Linked DNA regions of Mus musculus: region 2 is linked to region 1. The links are chromatin contacts, called in public promoter capture Hi-C maps. All regions are on one chromosome and are shown on one strand. The core of a region is the stretch at or near the end of the contact, and the rest is flanking DNA. Distances in the headings are between cores, read along the strand shown.

Region 1 (4,505 bases), core at 1,213-3,712:
GAAACCCTTTCTCCTCTAATCTGCTGATCAGTATTTTACCACAGCAACAAGACACTAAATTAAAGCGCTCTGTCTAGTGTTCATTGCTTACACATTTCTGTCTACTATACATTGTTTGCATAGGTTGAAACGCCACACTGGACTTTATAAATATGTATACCACGTCCAATTACTAGGTGTCAATAAAAAAGAGTATTAAAGCATGATTAAATTTCATGTTATAACGTGGAAAAGAATTCCAGTTCACATTTGTATGTACTATGGCAGCTGAGGTACAGATATATGTGAAAACTTCTGGGGCTGGAGAGATGGCTCAGGGGTTAAGAGCACTAACTGCTCTTCCAGAGGTCTGGAGTTCAATTCCCAGCAACCACATGGTGGCTCACAACCATCTGTAATGGGGTCTGATGGCCTCTTCTGGTATGTCTGAAGAGTGCAATGGTGTACTCATAGATATAAAATAAATAAATAAATAAATTTCTAAAAAAATGTAAAAAAAAAAACCAAACCAAACCCAAACCAAAAACTTCCTAGCTGGGTAGTTAGGAGTTTTAAAACTTCTATTTGTTCTACTTCTATTCTCTTTTACAACAGTTCATTTTTGTGTATGAAATAAAAATGATAAGAGAGCCTCGAGTTGGAACTGAGCACAACTTCTTTCCCTCATTTAAAGGAATGGAAACCTCTCTCCCCTGTAGCTTCCCTACAAAAAAACTAAAGAACTAAGTCTGCCATGAATTAAACTCTCAAGGTGGAGGGACTAGAGGTATTTTCATTTTTCCAAGTCCTTTTTTTTTTTTTTTATTTTGAGACATGGCCTTATGTAGCCCAAGCTGGCCCAAAGCACTCTGTGTAACAAGTTCAAGGATGAATATGCTACTACATATGGTTTGTGTAGTACTGGGAATCAAACCCAGGACCTCAAACACACCAGGCAAATACTCCACCAACTAAGCTATGTCTGCAGTTCCATGTGCTTTAAAAAGATTCCCAGTCCTCCGTGTCTGTCACTTTTCCAATTCCCATCACCCACTCCTCTTCAACCCTATCAGTCTGATCTTCCATAGATGTTCAATATTCGGTGTTAGGAATGTGGTCGCAAGTAACAGAAAACTCAATGGATTGTGGTATAAATAAGGCCCACCACCCTCTTTAAAGCAGGAAAGGAGTACAGAGTCCATGCAGTTTCCTTGGTGTGTCCTAAAGAGGCAGGTTTCTTTGCCTTGTTTTACATTTATAGTAGAGTCTTCTGCAAGATCTCAGAATGACTGCCACATCTCCTGGCATTGTATTATACCATGGTTCCAATCATGAAGTTGGGGAAAGTTGAAGGACACAAAATTTCTCAGGACTTCCTTTATATCCTAAGTCTCCCTTGGAACTTTGGTTTATGCTTTATGGACTAGAACTTTGTTTCACTGGTATGCTGTCAAGCAGGGGAGGGGGCTTTGCTTTTTGGCCTCTGTAGTGTAGAAGTGGGAAGGAGAGAGGGGCTTGGAATAGTGACCATGTGATAAAGCACTTATCAAAAACTGTCTAATTGAACTTTACTGCTTCATCCACACACTGTCCTGGCACATTGTTACCCACCCCTTCCCCTCTTCCTGTAGGTGAGGTTGTGGTCTTAAAGAATCCTTGTTTTATCTCTTCTACGAGGGCACTAGTTTCTTCTTCACTCCTACTTGGTTCATGGTCTCTTCTGAGGATGACAGTCACCGTTTTCTCTGCTTTCCATACAAATGTGTTTTTTGCACAGCCTAACACCCTGATCCCTCCACCTCTGAGTTCCAAGGTCAGTCACAAGGCCAGGCTCTCTATGAAGCTGTCTCCATCCCTCTTTCCTCTCAGCCTGACACGTGGGGAGTACGTCTAAAATGTTGTTACTTTCCTCGTGGAAGTTGAAACGAAATTCTTGACAGTGGTACTGTTTGCAAAACGTCCGGTGCATGGCAGGTGCTCGAACTTGTATCTCTTGTTAGTAATAGCTTATCTCCCCGATCAGATACAACTCGTTGGTGACAGGTTCTGAATCATCCTTTTAAAGCACGTCAGGCCTGGCGAGGACATTGCCCATAATAATGCTGCGCCCATGTAATAAGGGGCTGGGCAAAGGAAGAGCTACAATGCTGAGATGTGAGACATTCCTTTAGCCTGAATGGTAGCCAACTTTTCATAGAGAAGCCCCTTACTCTTCTGCACTAAGAACATGTAGAAGCCAGATTGCTTCTGGAGCTGGCACCGCGATGACGTAAGTGTCCGTCACTTTACTCCTCCCACTCCACCGAAGCCCGAAAGGGGGCGGTGTGGGCAATCGCGCTTCGCGCGGCCCTCTGGGACGGCTGCGCACGCGCAGCTTCCGGCTCCAGGCTCGGAGACTTATTTGACGCTGCCCACTCGGTCCCTTCAGAAGTCGCGGGTCAGCAGCGCCGCGCAGGCGCAGTAGTCCCTTCGGCTGGGGAATTATTTGACGCCACCGCCCCTGGCAGTCGGAAGTTGCTTGAACGGAGCCCAGCCGGCCGGCCAAGCGACCGGTGTTCGTCGTCCCCTGGGCGCCCTGGGAGAGTCACTGACGGGTGGACGGACTGACTGCCGGTGGAGGGCCGGCCGGGGCAGTGGCAGCGCGGGCCGGATGGCGCGGGTCGCGTGAGGCGGCAGGCCGAGTGCGGCCCGCGGTGCGCCCGCCCAGCGATGCGGGCCCCGCCCGTCGCCTCAGGTACGCGGCGGCCGGCGCGGTGCGGCCGGACCCTCCCCTCTCGCCGTGCTTTTTTTTTTTTTTTTCCCTCTCCTCAGCAGCTACTGAGGCAGGGGCTCTTTGAACCTCCGCTGCTCCCGGGGCCGAGCGTCGGCGGGCGCATTCCTGGGTTCTGAAGTGGCCGCACCGGGCGCGGGAGCACAGTCCTGGCCCGCGGATTCTGCCGGGTGTGAGCGAACCCGGGAGGGTCGGACTGGCGGAGCGCCCCCCTGGCAGCCTGGGGACAGGGGCGGGTCTGGAGTGGCAGCGGCAACTCCGGGGAGGATGCGGTCCACCGAGGGGCAGGTGGAGTTGCTGCCGTCCGGTGAGGATGCTACTGCCCAGGGCACGGTGACGCTTGCGAGGAGAGTAAACAGCCACCCTCCGCAAATGCTTGCTTTCCGCCAGGCCCAGGCCAGATAGGGAATTTGAGCACCCTGCACGGCAGGACTGTTACCCCATTCTACGGACCAGGCAACCGAGGCCCAGAGCGATCGGGCGCCTTTGGTGCCCAAGGTCATAGAGCTGGGTAATTTGAACTCAAGCAGCCTTGACAGTCCGATCCAGGTTCTTAACCAATTAGGTCATTGGATGTCCAACTTTGATGCACGGTAAAAATCACTTGGGGAGTTTTGAAAAGATTCCTGGTGCCATAGCACCTCAAACTAATTAAACCACCATGTCTAGAGGGTAGGGGGAGACAAATACTAGTATCTTTCTAGTATTTGTCTTTCCGGAGATCCCCTAGTGGTTCTGGGCTATAGTGAGGTTTGACAAGTGTGAAAGCATGTAATCTCAGAGGTCTGACAGTGCCTCTCCAGTTTATGTGTGCAGGAGGATGCTTGTTAAGATCGTGGATTCCACTGGCAGAAATTCATATTGTCACTCCCTTCCCCCCAGCGCGCCCTTGTTCTATTGCTGGAACTCTCCATTTCTCTGCCTCAGCCTCCTGAGTGCTAGGATGGTAGCTGTTCACTAAGAGAGAACTTTTCCTTAGATCCACAGACTACCACCCCTTTGGTAGGTAGGCCTCCTTGAGGGTGAGACCCAATTATGGATTCTTAGCAGAGCTTTTAAAAAAAATGTATACATTCCTTGCAAAAACTGTTGGTTTACAATTTCCCATAATATACGGCACTCATGGTTATGGTTTCTCTAGCCTCTGGACTTTTGCATACACTGTTCTTTCTACAAGACAGGCCTCCGTGTTTTCTCAGCACCCTACCCGAACACATACACCTTCTCATATGCATCAATTCTGTCTATTGCCCAGCTCTCAACAGTCCCTTCAAGATCCTCTGCCTCCCCTGAGCCCTGCCCATCTTGGCATTATTGTAGAGTAGCTGACCACATGTTTTTCTGTGTTGTACTCCTAAGCTCTTCTGTAAGGTTTTGATGGCAGGGACCATGCTTTTCTTGGTGTCTGTCTGTCTGTCTGTCTGTCTCTCCCTCTTGGAGTACTTTGACATCGAGGCCGACAAACATTTTTTGAATATAGTGTTTAGTCCCTTTATGTCATAGACCTCATGCCGCAGAGGCATCTGTTTTCTTTTTTTATAAAAGATATTTGCTGTTCTTAACATTAGGGTTTTTTTTTCCTTTTTCCTTAGGAATACTCTAGTTAAGTTTATTCATTTATTCAGCAGATGAATAAAATGTTGAATTCTTATCCATGACAAGGCACGATGTAAGACCATGTTCCAGCAACATTGGTTGGTTTAGCTGCGTGAGGTGGCACACGCCTTTAATCCCTGCACTCAGGAGGAAGAAGCAG
Region 2 (4,505 bases), core at 1,288-3,787, 5.0 Mb after region 1:
GTGGCGCACGGCTATAATCGCAGCACTTGGGAGGCAGAGGCAGGCGGATTTCTGAGTTCAGGCCAACCTGGTCTACAGAGTGAGTTCCAGGACAGCCAGGGCTACACAGAGAAACCCTGTCTTGAAGAGAAAAAAAAAAAAAAAAAAAGAATTTAGCTAGGTTTCACTTCAATATCAGAAGACAACAAGCCCACGTGGTTTATTTAACCAGGTCAAACACAAGGAAACCTCATCCACATGACTAAGTTTCACTCATCTAATTCTTCACAGGAGTAGGAGTCCTCCAAACACACAATATTCTATATACTAAGCAGAGGTTAAGTTCTGGTGTGTCTGGAGCTCCCACATCTCCAAAGATCTATCACAGGCTGTAAACAATTTCTTTTTGCTACCACAACTCCATGAAAGCTGAATTTGTAAGGACTGAAAAGATGGCTCAAAGAGTAAGGGTGAATGGCTACTAAGCCTGAGCACCTGAGCTTGTTTCCTAGAACTTGAGTAACAGGAGGAAACAACTTCCCAAGTTGCACTCTGCCCTTCATATAAAACACTCTCATACACATAATACAAGTAAAAAAAATTAATAGTGAGGTTTATAGTAGTTCTCTCAATCTGACTTGTGTGGCAATCAGTCAACATTTAAGTACACTCCAAGCCACATGGACACTGGTAAACATCACAGGCAGAGATCCACTCCTTTCACAAGTACTTCTAGGATTCCTAGTTCTACCTTGGATGCCACAACAGAGGCTGAACTGAATACAGGGGTCCCAGGAACCCCATTTCAGTAGGGAGGGCATCTCACTCCTACCCTCCAGGACTCACACTTGGCTAGGAAGCCTCCCAGCTAAGCCTCACAACTTCTAATTACACAGTGCTGACTTAATAGTATGGCAGGTGACCACCCTAGATGTTAATACAAACTTAGCATTCTTGTTGAGACACTCCCAGATATATCATTAAAAACCCCAACAGCCCAAAATAAAAATCTGGCTGCAAACCAAAAACTCTGAGAATAAAGTATCGCCTAACTTGTTTTCAAACGTCCACCACTGTGACTGCTCATGTTTTTCTTCAATTACTTTAAGCCAGAGCAAGAGTATCCTAGGCTTAACCTAGGGGGCTAGATCAGAGCATGCTTGCAATTACAAATGGGTTGTTATGCTCCTCCCAGTTCCTAGCTTTCCATTATGGAAGCATCAACCCAACAGCTTTATACAACAGGTGAGTGGATTGCCTATCTTCATTTACATTACATTGTGGGAAATTCTCCTATTACCCCTTCACTGCTCTTACTTCCAAAGAATGCCCAAAGACCTCAGACTTGCAAAAGGCCCATAAGAAGTTACTTTTCGTGGTTTTAAGTCAAATCACATCCCAGTTTCTTTCCACCAATACCGTGTGCAGTGTCTTGCTTACACCTCTGAAGCTTTAAACTAAGCTCTCCTTAAGTTTCCGGTCGAACTTCTCATTTTCAGCAGCACGAAAATGAGATCTGCACGCGTCCTCACAAAGTTAAAGCGGAGAAATCTCCCCAAACCTCTCAAAGTTACAGAGTCCCGAAAAGGAAAAACAACAACAACAAACTAACCAACCCTATCCAGAACGGCCCGGATAGAATCAATCTGTCCCTAGGACGAGAACACATCCACACCTCTCTGGGCACACCCACTCAACCCCTCAAAATCACAGGACTACAGGCAAAGCGACACGTTCGTTCCTTTCTGCCTATCACGGTTAAGCGGAGTCGGCTGGGAAAAGGTCAGAACCCGGGGACACCCAAGCGGGGAGCTGTCTCGGCTTTTACCCTGTCCGCCCCGGCCAACCACGGACTCCGAGAGGAGGCAGGAGTGAAGCTGCGGCGCAGAAGCCGCAGGACGCAAGCGGAGAGGAGTGCGACTCGCAGGGCGGGAAAAGGCGGGAAGGGGCAAAGGGCGGCAAGGAGAGCGAAAGGGGAAGCTGTGGCCGGCGCGGCCCGGACACCGCGGGAACGCAGGAAGGCGGGAAGCGAAGGCCGCGCAACTTGGCACTCCAGGCCGCGGCAGCCGAGGGCCGGGCCGGGCAGTCGGCGCAGGGAAACGCCGCGACCAGACGGGAGGGCCGGACTCCGCCTCCCGCGGGTGGGAGGCCTGGCGGACACGACGTCCCCGGCCCTCCTCGTCCCGTCCGGCCACTCACCTCCTCGCAGCTGGGGCGCTCCCGGGAATCCGGCCCCGTCGGCTCCGAGCGTCTCTCCGCGTCCGCCGCGTCTGTCTGACCCGGATCCAAACCCCACCGATAGGGTGGCCCGCGCCTCTAGAGTTGTACTGCGCCTGCGCAACCTCGGCTCGCGCCCTGCCCACCGTTCACGCTCCTCCCACCTCGGTGACTCGGCAGCTCGGCCCGCCGCAACTACGCAGGCGTACGGCGGTAGCCCGGCCTCTCGAAGCCCCAGCTCCAACCCCTCTCCGAAGCACGTGCGTCTTAAGTCATTTCCTGTTATTCTTTTCGCTCCCTCCGCCCCCTGGCTTGGGTTCGCTCCCGGCAGGCTTTTGGGCGTGCCTACTTCCTCTTCGCTGTCACGTGAGGCGGCGGCTTGCCTTGCAGCTATCGAGCCGCTGCCGCTCCCCTGGCATAGCCTGCTTCCTTCTTGTCCTCTTGAAGTCCCCAAGCCAACGGGATTCGGTGGGCTGCGGGAGTATTTGCGCCAGCTGATGCCTCCGGGAATGCTTGGCGGAGTTTCTTACATGCAACCAAGGGCGCTTGCACTCGGTCCACAACCCTCGCCGTGGGTCGTCTCTTTGGGTCCGCAGAGAAGCCAAGAAGGTATTAATTGGACGAGGCCCAGGCGGTGGATGCTGCCCGGAATTGGAATGGAAATTATTTAGGTTTTGTGGTTTTTGCTTTAAAAAAAAAAAAAAAAGCAGGATCTCATTTGTTAGACCAGCCTGAAAATCGCGTTGATTCCCCTGCCTCGGGCTCCCGTGCCTTCATTTTGAAGTATCTCTTGATAATTGAACGTCTGGAAATTAAACGGTTTCAGCGAAGGCATTTTGCTTTTGTTTTTCCAAGGATGGTTTGGGAGCATCAAGTGGGAAATACAGGGTAATGCACGTACATATTAAATTCTGCAAGAAGGTATTAAGCAATTTACCAGTCTCTGGCTTTTTTTGTTTTTTGTTGTTTGGTTTTTTCGAGACAAGGTTTCTCTGTGTAGCCCTGGCTGTCCTTGAACTCACTCTGTAGACCAGGCTGGCCTCGAACCGCCTGCCTCTGCCTCCCAAGTGCTGGGATTAAAGGCGTGCACCACCACTGCCCGGCTAGTCTCTGGTTTTTAGTGATCTGACAAGTTACCCATATGGCAAGGGTGAGCTATGAAAGACCTCCCCCTACCGCCATTGTCAGGGCCTGTTCTATTTTAAACGTTTCCCCATCGCCTGCCACTCTGGAGTTCCACTTCAGACCCTTGTGTGGAAAGACGATTTTCCTCAATAGAGTTGGTTCTGGCACCTAAACCTTAGAGTGGGTTTTCCCCTGAACCCAAGCTGGCCTCTTCTAGAAGTGGATGCTAGAGAGGATAGCCATGTCCAGCTTAACTAGAGTCAACCCACAGAGAATGGAATCTACACTTCACTGGACAGACAGCCCCGTCTCCAGACAGCTGGCTTGGCTTTGGCTTGCTTGCTTATTTTTGTTTGTTTGTTTGTTTTTTGTTTTTCCTGATCCTGCTCTATAATGCAATCATGGGAAAGCCTTTTGCATTCGATGGGAACTTCATCAGATTTTGAATTTTTTTTAAGATTTATTTATTATTATTCATTAGTACACTGTAGCTGTCTTCAGATGCACCAGAAGAGGGTGTCAGATCTCACCCTCTCACATGGTGTGAGCCACCATGTGGTTGCTGGGATTTGAACTCAGGACCTTTGGAAGAGCAGTCAGTGCTCTTAACCGCTGAGCCATGTTGCCAGCCCCGGTTTTTTTGTTTTTTTTTTTGTTTGTTTGTTTTTCAAGCTAAAATACACCCTGTGATAAGTTTGGGGATGCTGGCCCGCAGAAGGGGCTGCTGCATCTTCCCATTCAGCCACAGGATCACAAGGGCAAGCTGATGTTCCTAGTGCCCTGTGTTGTATTAAGTGTGTTTTAGACTAAGGATGCTTCCACTTGTGATGTGCTGAATAGGATGTGACCCTTTCCTAAGCTAAGAAGCACCTGTGTAGGGCTGTTGAACATAAAGCTTGTGATGGGTCCTGAATAAAACCTTCAAATTCTCTGTACAGTAACTGGCCCACAGTGAAAAAATAATCCTGTTGTAATTCTCTGATGGCTAACAACAGTTGTAACAGATGCTAGTAACAGTAATAACTCTACTATCTTCAAACATAATATTCCTGTGATTTTACACATTCTACAGATAGTTGTCATCTTAGGTGTTTATTGCTGTGAACAGACACCATGACCAATGCATATTTTAAACATTAAGTACTAAAAAGTAAAAGGAGCTTTTTTGTGTTAACACACCTCCA

What was found. Promoter capture Hi-C pulls out the DNA fragments that hold promoters and counts their contacts.
Region 2: a promoter capture Hi-C map of pre-B cells shows a contact between it and region 1. The contact joins the promoter of 2900093K20Rik here to the promoter of Ralgapb in region 1. A contact is called at or near these places in 1 of 39 promoter capture datasets (pre-B cells) and 1 of 484 Hi-C or Micro-C datasets (CD4 T cells).

Annotation. Positions count from the first base shown.
Region 1 is chr2:158,407,391-158,411,895 of GRCm38.p6, forward strand. It overlaps Ralgapb (Ral GTPase activating protein, beta subunit (non-catalytic)), which reads left to right and starts at 2,463. Exons shown (of 30, transcript NM_001291138.1): 1 at 2,463-2,713.
Region 2 is chr2:163,417,234-163,421,738 of GRCm38.p6, forward strand. It overlaps 2900093K20Rik (RIKEN cDNA 2900093K20 gene), which reads left to right and starts at 2,538. Exons shown (of 1, transcript NR_151490.1): 1 at 2,538-3,128. Oser1 (oxidative stress responsive serine rich 1) reads right to left here and starts at 2,237. Exons shown (of 4, transcript NM_025699.2): 1 at 2,179-2,237.